Linked DNA regions of Mus musculus: all the other regions are linked to region 2. The links are chromatin contacts, called in public HiChIP or PLAC-seq maps. All regions are on one chromosome and are shown on one strand. The core of a region is the stretch at or near the end of the contact, and the rest is flanking DNA. Distances in the headings are between cores, read along the strand shown.

The links. HiChIP or PLAC-seq counts read pairs in DNA pulled down with a chosen protein or histone mark.
Region 1: a contact with region 2 is called in a FOXA1 HiChIP or PLAC-seq map of pancreatic cancer cells. The contact joins two enhancer-like sites. A contact is called at or near these places in 2 of 115 datasets of contacts at active chromatin or transcription factors (bone marrow-derived macrophages and pancreatic cancer cells).
Region 3: a contact with region 2 is called in a FOXA1 HiChIP or PLAC-seq map of pancreatic cancer cells. The contact joins two enhancer-like sites. A contact is called at or near these places in 1 of 115 datasets of contacts at active chromatin or transcription factors (pancreatic cancer cells) and 1 of 9 other capture datasets (adipose tissue).

The regions. Positions count from the first base shown.
Region 1 is chr2:167,948,417-167,951,252 of GRCm38.p6, reverse strand. The region is part of intron 1 of Ptpn1 (protein tyrosine phosphatase, non-receptor type 1); the gene reads right to left. Among named protein-coding and RNA genes, the nearest start is that of Ptpn1, 18 kb to the right of the region's middle. Within about 2 kb of position 1,257, at least 200 of the 459 cell types and tissues checked have an H3K27ac peak or open chromatin away from gene starts, as enhancers often do. A contact at or near this core is called in pancreatic cancer cells, where this site is marked.
Region 2 is chr2:167,401,813-167,404,662 of GRCm38.p6, reverse strand. No RefSeq gene overlaps it. Among named protein-coding and RNA genes, the nearest start is that of Slc9a8, 18 kb to the left of the region's middle. Within about 2 kb of position 1,457, at least 35 of the 459 cell types and tissues checked have an H3K27ac peak or open chromatin away from gene starts, as enhancers often do. A contact at or near this core is called in pancreatic cancer cells, where this site is marked.
Region 3 is chr2:168,071,590-168,074,408 of GRCm38.p6, reverse strand. No RefSeq gene overlaps it. Among named protein-coding and RNA genes, the nearest start is that of Gm33108, 3.6 kb to the right of the region's middle. Within about 2 kb of position 1,423, at least 133 of the 459 cell types and tissues checked have an H3K27ac peak or open chromatin away from gene starts, as enhancers often do. A contact at or near this core is called in pancreatic cancer cells, where this site is marked.

The DNA.
Region 1 (2,836 bases), core at 8-2,507, 550 kb before region 2:
CTCTAGCCTGATGATAGTTCTGGGGCTCACACTTACTCTGAGCCCAAATCACTCTGTCCTACTGAATCCCTCAGCATCAGACTGACTTAAAAGGAAGGAAGGGAGGGAGGGAGGCAGGCAGGCAGGCAGGTAGAAAGATTGCCTCCAGTGGCGTAGGAGCCTGGAAAGGGGCAGGCAGACATAAGCCTCCAGGCGAACCCCAATGCTACTCATTCATAAAAACCATTGCCACATGAAGTCATGTGATAGTAATAGAGCTTCAGGTAAACTAAGGGGGTTTATGTAACTTTATGCTGCGTGCAGGGTGTGCATGTAACTAACTTCCGGCAGTGTCTACAGGAAAACACAACCTGAGTGCCAAGCAAACTCCGAGCTCCTGAGGTGTGGCACATCCACGGAGAACTGTCTGTACTGTCACGCATGGTTACCATTCTGAGCCTGTGCCAGCTAAGGAAAGTCCATCTCAACACTCTTCTGTGAAGTGACCCAGGTACAATTGAAGGTGCTGTGTACCTCACAAGCCAGGTGTCCTGGGACACTGAGACCTGGACAGTTTTTATGAAAGCCTCTCTCAGTTTAGAACTGATTACTCAGGGACATTTAAAAACAAGTGTTTCTGAAGGTTACTATCGTCCATTTTCCAGTGTTTATTCAGCTCTGTGGTTACAAGCTCATGCTTGCTTTTGCCATCTTCTTCAGTGGGCACTGGCAGGTACAGAAAGTCCCTAAACACGGAGGCAAGTAGTAGCCATGACAGACCAGAATGCCTGCAGCCTGTGCGGCATCACAAGGTATGCTCAGGGAGAAGCCACAGAGCTGGGTTACCAAGCCCAGGGCCATGTCACATGCTTGTTTTCTTATAGGGAAACAGCCCTAAGATTCCCCCATGTCTGCAACTGCTAGTGGCCACTGCAGTGGCTATAGCAGCATAGGCCCAGCCCAGACCTATACATTGGAAACCCCACCAGCCTCCATACCAGTCCTGTGACCACTCCATTCTCATCTCTTCCACTTCTAACCTTCAGCCTGTACTCTAAGAAAGGTGGGCCCATGTTTCAAAGCTCTGTTTTTACACAGATCTGGGGAGCTACAGGCTTGGTCTTGCTGGCTGGGCACATCAGCAGCCTGGGCACAGTGTCTGTCCCCTTCAAACTGGGGAGAATGGAGACTTGAGGCTCCACAGTAGCAGAGCTGCACAGAGAGGATGCTGGGCAGGGCAGACGCCTCCTCCTAGGCCACAAGCCTGCTCTGTGCACTCTGATCATAGTCGATCTTCTCTGTCTCCTGCTGTCACTCACCAGAGGAGTTCTGCTCATCCCACAGAAGACCACAAATGCCTCTGCTGTAAACTCAATCACCTTCACACAGGAGTGAGCCCCCTTGTGTGAAATGCACTGAGGCTTAAGCACCCCAGACAACTCTCTGCACAGGAGCAGCAGACTGGCAGGGCCAGGATAGACAAGCCAGACTCCCTGGACAGACTAGGGCCTTCCTTCTCCATTCAAACCACACCACTCATTTCACAAGCTCCAAGGGGAAGGAGTGTCCAAAAAACCAAGCCCTGAATGGTCTTCAGGGCTGGACCAGGATAACACTTCAAGAGGGGGTTAGGTACCAATGCAGAGAAACACCTCACTTGTCCAGAATTTTTGCTGGGCACTTTCTGGCAAGATCAGAATCTCAGGAAATACCACACAAATGAAAACACAGAAGCAACGTGGTCAGAATGACCTAACGCTGAGAACACACGACTCCCTTCTCCCCAGCCACAGAGGCATATGCTAAGGAAGCTGCTTCCTGCAGCCTGATGGCCTGACTCAGCCCCTCCACTTCCTCTCAGCTCAGCCTGGCTCCCACCGATGCCCTCTCTCTCTCTGGCAGTGCCCTATAACACAAAGCTAGATCGGCAAGTCATGCACATGTCAGGGGGAGCAGCGAGGAGGAACTCAGTCCTATCATGCATCAACATGGCCTGGACAGGCCCTCTGAGATGAAGTGTAGGCTCATGCAAGATTCTGCTAGAGTCACCACCAGCAGGTGTTACACAGTTCTTCCTCAGAAAGGGTTTCCAGGCTTGGTAGGGGCTTAGCTAATATGCCTATGAGACACAGGAAGAGTGCACTCCCCAGCACCAAACAATGGTCAAGGACAGAACAGAACAGGGCATGGTGGTGCACAACTTTAATCCTAGCACTTGGAGGCAGAGGGAGGAAGAATTCTGAGTTTCAGAGCAGCCTTGTCTTTGTAGCCAGTTCCAGAACAGCCAGGGCTACATAAAAAGACCTTGTCCCAAACAAGCAGACAAACCAAAACAAGCAAGCAAACAAGCAAGCAAGCAAGCAAGCAAGCAAGCAAGCAAGCAAGCAAGCAAAGGACAGGTCAAGCACACTAAACGCTGCCCGGCTCAGGGTGTAAGGTAAAGTGTCCACCGACGGATCAAAGAGGAAGCCAGCTAGCAAAGGGGAGCAACGCGCCAGACATCATGTCAGCGGCTTGGGAACATGAAGCCCACAGTCCCAGTGCCAAGGAGTAACTGGAAGGTGAACAATGCGCACAGCGCTAATCGACTGCGAAAATATCCCTGCAGCTACAGGACCTGGGAAGCCGAGGCAGGAAGGCCTGCAGTACACGTGAGACTGAAGACAGTCTGAGCTACCTTACACAGAAAGACAATTTCAAATACAATAAAATAATGGCTGGCCATGGTCTTGACAAGAAAGGAGCAGCTGGAAACCTGGAGTCAGGAGAAAGCATGCCGGAAAGAGGGGAGCAGTCGATTAAGGACCATGGAAGAGGGAGCTGTGAGCCGTCTGGGCTTCGAGGATTTCAAAGGCTG
Region 2 (2,850 bases), core at 208-2,707:
ATGGTGGCTCACAAACAACCATCTGTAATAGGATCTGATGCCCTCTTCTGGTGTGTCTAAAGACAGCTGCAGTGTACTCACATATAATAAATAAATCTTTAAAAAAAAAAGACAGACAGAGAATGGGTCTTATTATTGGTCTTGCTGCCTTCTGCTCAGAGCCGACAGTGACTTGGAGGACCGACCCCAGGGCTTTCAGCTCCCCAGAGTCAATGAGAGAACAGAGCTGCCCATCACACTGGGAAGCCAGAGCCAGAGGTCCAGGGCTGGATCACAGCACCCTTCCTTACCTATCACCCGGGACCAGTAAAAGTCTTGTGCTTCAGTGTCCTCCATTTGCAGTGAGTGAGCTCATGACATATTCAGAGCCATGCCTATTACATATATACCTTCTCGAAGTTTCCCCCAGCCCTGACCTGCATCTGTGGTGGGGCAGCTGATCAAGGTGGGCTGAGTGCCTCTGCTGTCTCCGTTAGAAGCCCAGGTTGTGGTGACTTTTAACCATAGCTTTCTTATCTCACTGAAGACCTAGAAGGGAAATTTTTTTCTATTTCCTATCTGGAGAACCCTGATTCCCACAAATAGGGGAGTCAACGGAGCCTTCTGCCTATGGAAAGGAGCATGGAAAGAGCTCAGAATGGGGGGTGGGGGATTGAGAGATAAGGGGATGGAGGACTGGGAAGTGGGCACAGAGAATCTGGAGACTGGAGGCCAGAGTGCCTGCCCCTGAATCCCTGCAAGGTCACCTGTGCCTGTGACAGTGCACAGTTCATTCAACTTGGAATTACAGACATGGCAGAGGATGACCTGGAATCCAGACCGACCCTCTGCCTCTGCCTCTCTTCCTCTCAAATGATGAGGTTGCAGAATCACAGCCCAGCCCCTGGTTTTTGTTGCTGGTATTTTTTGAGACTGTCTCTCACTATGCCGTCCAGCCTGGCTTTGAACTCGCAGAGAAGGTCCTGCGACTGCTTCTTGTACTGGGATTACAAGTGGAGCCCAACATGTAGGCTTTGAAAATATCTTCAGGGACTGGAGAGATGGCTCGGCAGTTGAAAGCACCTCCTGCTCTTGCAGAGGACCCTGTTTCAGTTTCCAACACCCAGATCGTGTGGATCCTAACTCCAGCTCCAAGGGACCCGGTACCCTTTTCCAGCCTCCTGAGGCACACTTGCATGTGCTCATGCACTCACACACACACACACACACACACACAATTCAAAAGAAAGAATATATTATAATAATGAGCCAAAGCTGCTTCTACTTGTGGGTGGGCGGGCGCTGAGCCAGTCCTGACTCCCTGTGGCACTGTGGCAATGGCAAGTGCTTTAGTGCCCTTGAGTTTGAGAACTATAAACTATATTGCTCGGGTAATTCTTGCCTGGGCATGAAGTCACCCTTGTTTGCTCAAGTCCCTGTTCTCTGAAACATGAGGAACTTTCTCAGGCCCGGGTGGGTCCCGTGGTCCCCTCCTCTGTCCTATCCTGTATTTGCACTTGGAGTGGAGGGGGAAAAGGGCCCTGACTCACTCAGCTCTGGCTTTGTTTAACGTAGTTTCGGTTTGGTTTGGTGTGGAGTTTTTGTTTTGTGTTGTGTTTCGAGATGGAGACTCACACGGAGCTGAGGATGATCTTAAACTCCTGACCCTCTCAGTTCTCCACTTCCCAAGCGTAAGGATTTCAGGTTGTGCCACCAGTCCGGTGCCTCTGCTTTCTCTGGCCACTTACATGCCCGCTTCAGTGTTCTGTTCCGTCTATAAGTATGGTGGGGTTGGGGGATGGGTATGGGGGACTTTTGGGATAGCATTGAAAATGTAAACGAGGAAAATACCTAATTAAAAAAAAAAGTATGGGAAGAGAAAAAAAAAAAAGTATGGTGGGGCACACTTTTAATTCCAGCACTCTGTAAAAAGAGGTAGGCAGATCTCTGTATGTTTGAAGCCAGCCTGGTATACATAGTTAGTTCAGGACAGCTAGAGCTACAGTGAGATCTGTCAATTAAAAGTTTAAAATGCCTCTTGGGTTCCAGCTTGCACCGAGGAGGCAGGCCCAGCATCAGGAGGGCCGTGGGGCATCCAGCGGTGGGAGGGGTTTCTCCTGCCTCTGATGTGTCTTTCACATCGAGGTACCCACCAAGGCTTGTTTGTTTTGTTTTATTTGAAGACAGGTCTCTCTCACTAAGCAGCCAGGCTAGACTCAGACTTGCTGCATGCAATCCCCCTGTCTCTGCCTCCAGGGAGGTGCTGGGATCACAGGCATGTGCCACCCTTTCCAGTTCCAGGGCTTTTAAATTCAGTTTTTCGTATATTTTATGTATATGTTGCATTGTTCACTCGCATGTCCGTTTATGTACCCTTATGTGCCTGGTGCTCGCAGAGGCCAGAAGAAGGTATCGAGTCCCCTGTCTGCGGTTACAGTTGTGAGCCACCTTGTGAGAGCTGGTGATCATACCTTCCTCTGCAAGAGCAGCCAGTGGCCGTCTCCCAGTCCCTCTACTGCTTTTAATGAATTAATTTCTGCTCAGCAGGCTGGGTCTCATGTAGCCCCTCAAATCCCCTCCTAGCTAAGGATGGTCTTGTTGTTCCACCTCCTAGGTACTAGGATCACAGGCATGCACCACTATGCTTAGTTTATGGGGTGCTGGGAGTAGAACCTAGGGCTTCACGCTTGCTAAGGAAGCGCTCTACCGACTGAGCTACATACATCCTTAGTCTTCTAGTTGACTCTGTTGTCTGCAGTGTAGAGCTCCCTGCCCAAGTACTCAGCGTCTGTTGAAGGAATGAGTGAATGAACTTGTGAATGAATGAATGAATGAATGAACATTTTGGGAACTCCTCCGTTCCCACTGTTT
Region 3 (2,819 bases), core at 174-2,673, 670 kb before region 2:
TGTCGCTGTGGGACCTACTCAAGGTCTCTGAAACTCCGTTAAGATATCTATGAAATTAGGATAACAAGAGCTAATTGTCTGATGGTTTTAATTCGCACGCAGCACACTTAGGCCATATGACAGGAGTGAGGACTCCTTGCGGAGCACCTCCACTCTCATTACTGTTGTTTAATTATTTTTATTGCCCATTGTCTTAATAGGCTTCATTAGGGTAGTAAATGTCGCCACACCCCACATGTGCAGGGAACGCAGGCAGAGATAAAAGTGGACTAACAACAGAAATGAGATGCTGGGGCACCCCCATAACCCCAGCATTGGGAAAGTAGAGGCAGGAGGATGGCAGAACCTTCCAGGCCTGCCAGGGCCACAGAGACCTTGTCTCAAAACCAAAATCAAAAAGCAACAGAAACAATACACACACACACACACACACACACACACACACACACACGGCCAGCCCTTCATGGTTCACAGACTGACAGTCAGCTAAGGGTCAGATGAGCAATCCCGAGAAGACTCGAATAGAGTCCTGTTCCATTAAACCCTTGAGAAATAGCCATCGGCTGTCCCTTGGAGGCAGTGGCCCACGATCATGAATGGAGGGCACCACTAGAGTTGGCACCAATCAGAGAACCCCAGGCAGGGCTAGCTCTCCTTAGGGAAGAGGTGGAAGAAAGAAGCATACATGTATTGATATTCCTTCATGTTATTGATACATGGATTAATAATTCCTTGTGTAATAATATTTCCCAGCACCTGTTCTGAACCCAATCGTTAAGAAAAACATCACAAAATAATCTATCTGTTCTCTAATGCTGGCATTGCAGGGAGACCAAACCTAGATGAACTAGTTACATGCTAGAGATGGCTCAGTGGGTAAAGGTACTTGTGGGCCAACCCTGATGCTCTGAGTTCTGTTCCTGAGACCCGTGTGATGGCAAAGGAGAACCAACTTGTGCAAGTTGTTTTCACATGCATGTATGTCACACTCACACACACACACACACACACACACACACACACCCTGGAGATGGATCACTTATCTAGCATGTGGGTGTGATTCAACTTCATCTTCAGCTCCATGAGGGGGAAATAAGGAATAAAGAATGTGGGCCACACCTGTAATTTCAGCCAGTGGGGAGACCGAGACAGGGAGCACCACTTGAGCCCAGGAGTTGGGGCAGCAAAGGAAGACCCTGTAGGTTAATTAATGAGTGTGGCTCAGCTGCCTGTAGGGAGTCAGGTTTGTGAGTGGGCTCGAAGTCTGTGGCTGGGGGCAGGGCAGCTTATCCAGGCCAAATGCAATAGCTAAAGGTGCTTGCCTGGTGCCTGGCACTTTCGAGGGCTGGCAGGGAAGACACCAGCTGCTATTTTGAGGCATTACTCAGCCAGGGCCAGGGCGAAGAGAGGTAGCACAGAGAATGACTAAGTCAGCTGGAGGGTGAAGTGGCCCGCGCAGGAATGAGTAGGAGTCTTCTGGGGAGGGGGTGGGAGCATTCCAGGGACAGAGAGCTGAGGAGGGGGGCAGGGAGCTGAGCGAGCCAGCCTGGGGCCTGGGCAGGGGCCTGGAGGAGATCTCTGCTGGAAAGTAGGTGGGAAGCAGATGGGGGGGGGGGGGCTCAGAGACTCCCAGGATGCTTAAATCTGGGGCTTGGAAGAATCGGATTTGTGTTTCCTCTCCCTAAGATCTACCAAGGGAGGCAGGCACGGGGGCGGGCGGGGGCGGGCGGGGAGTTAATGAGTCTGGCAGGCTGAGTGTGATTAAATGGCCAGATGAGTGGGGCGGCCTGTGGGAGGGAGGGCATTTCTTCAGCTATTAGCTTGTGTGAGAGGTATGTGTATGAGTGGAAATGCATAGATATGAGTGTGTGTGTGTGTGTGTGTGTCTGTGTGTGTGTGTGTCTGTGTGTGTGTGTGTGTGTGTGAGAGAGAGAGAGAGAGAGAGAGAGAGAGAGAGAGAGAGAGAGAAAATGAACTTAGATGGGCCATGTAGAGGAATTTCTGCCAAGAAGACTTTTTTTTGTTTTCCCAGATGGATTCTCTGTGTAGCCCTGACCATCCTGGAACTTGCTCTGTAGACCAGGCTGGCTTCAAACTCACAAAGATCCTCCTGCCTCTGCCTCTGGCATTAAGGGGGTCTGCCACCACTGAGAGGCTCAAAGGTGACTTCTTTATGGCCATAACCTTGCTGAGGTCAGGAGGAATCTGTGACAAAAGCCAAGGATTAAGGCAAGAAAATGCATTGTACACGATGACATGATGAATACAGAGGAAGCCACTGCATGGGGGTGGGGTGGGGTGTCATATCTCCCTGTGGACAGTCAGGGCCTGGAGGGGGACGGGAAGGGGTGTGTGTGTGTGTGTGTGTGTGTGTGTGTGTAGACCTGGAGCTCAGAGTAAAGGAGATGCCTTACTACCATGGATGTGCCCATTACACAGGCCAAAATGGGCTTATTCTAAGGCCCATGGGAAGCCATCTTGGTTTAATGGGAAATCGTTCTGAGGAGTGGGGACATGGCTCAGTTGTTGGAGCACTCATCTAGCATGCACCAGACCCTGGGCTCCGACCCCAGCATGGCAGAAACTGCATCTGGTAGCTCAACCTCTCATCTCAGCACTTGGAAGCAGATGCAGGAGAATTGGCATCTCAAGGTCGTTCTCGTCAATGTCACAAGTTCAAGACCAGCTTATGACACATGAGATCCTATCTCAAAAAATATATATTTAATATTATATCATATTGTATCTTATGTAATGTATCTATAACATTTTCTGTATTACATTTTTTTCAATCCCCTCTATATTATATCTTTTTTTTT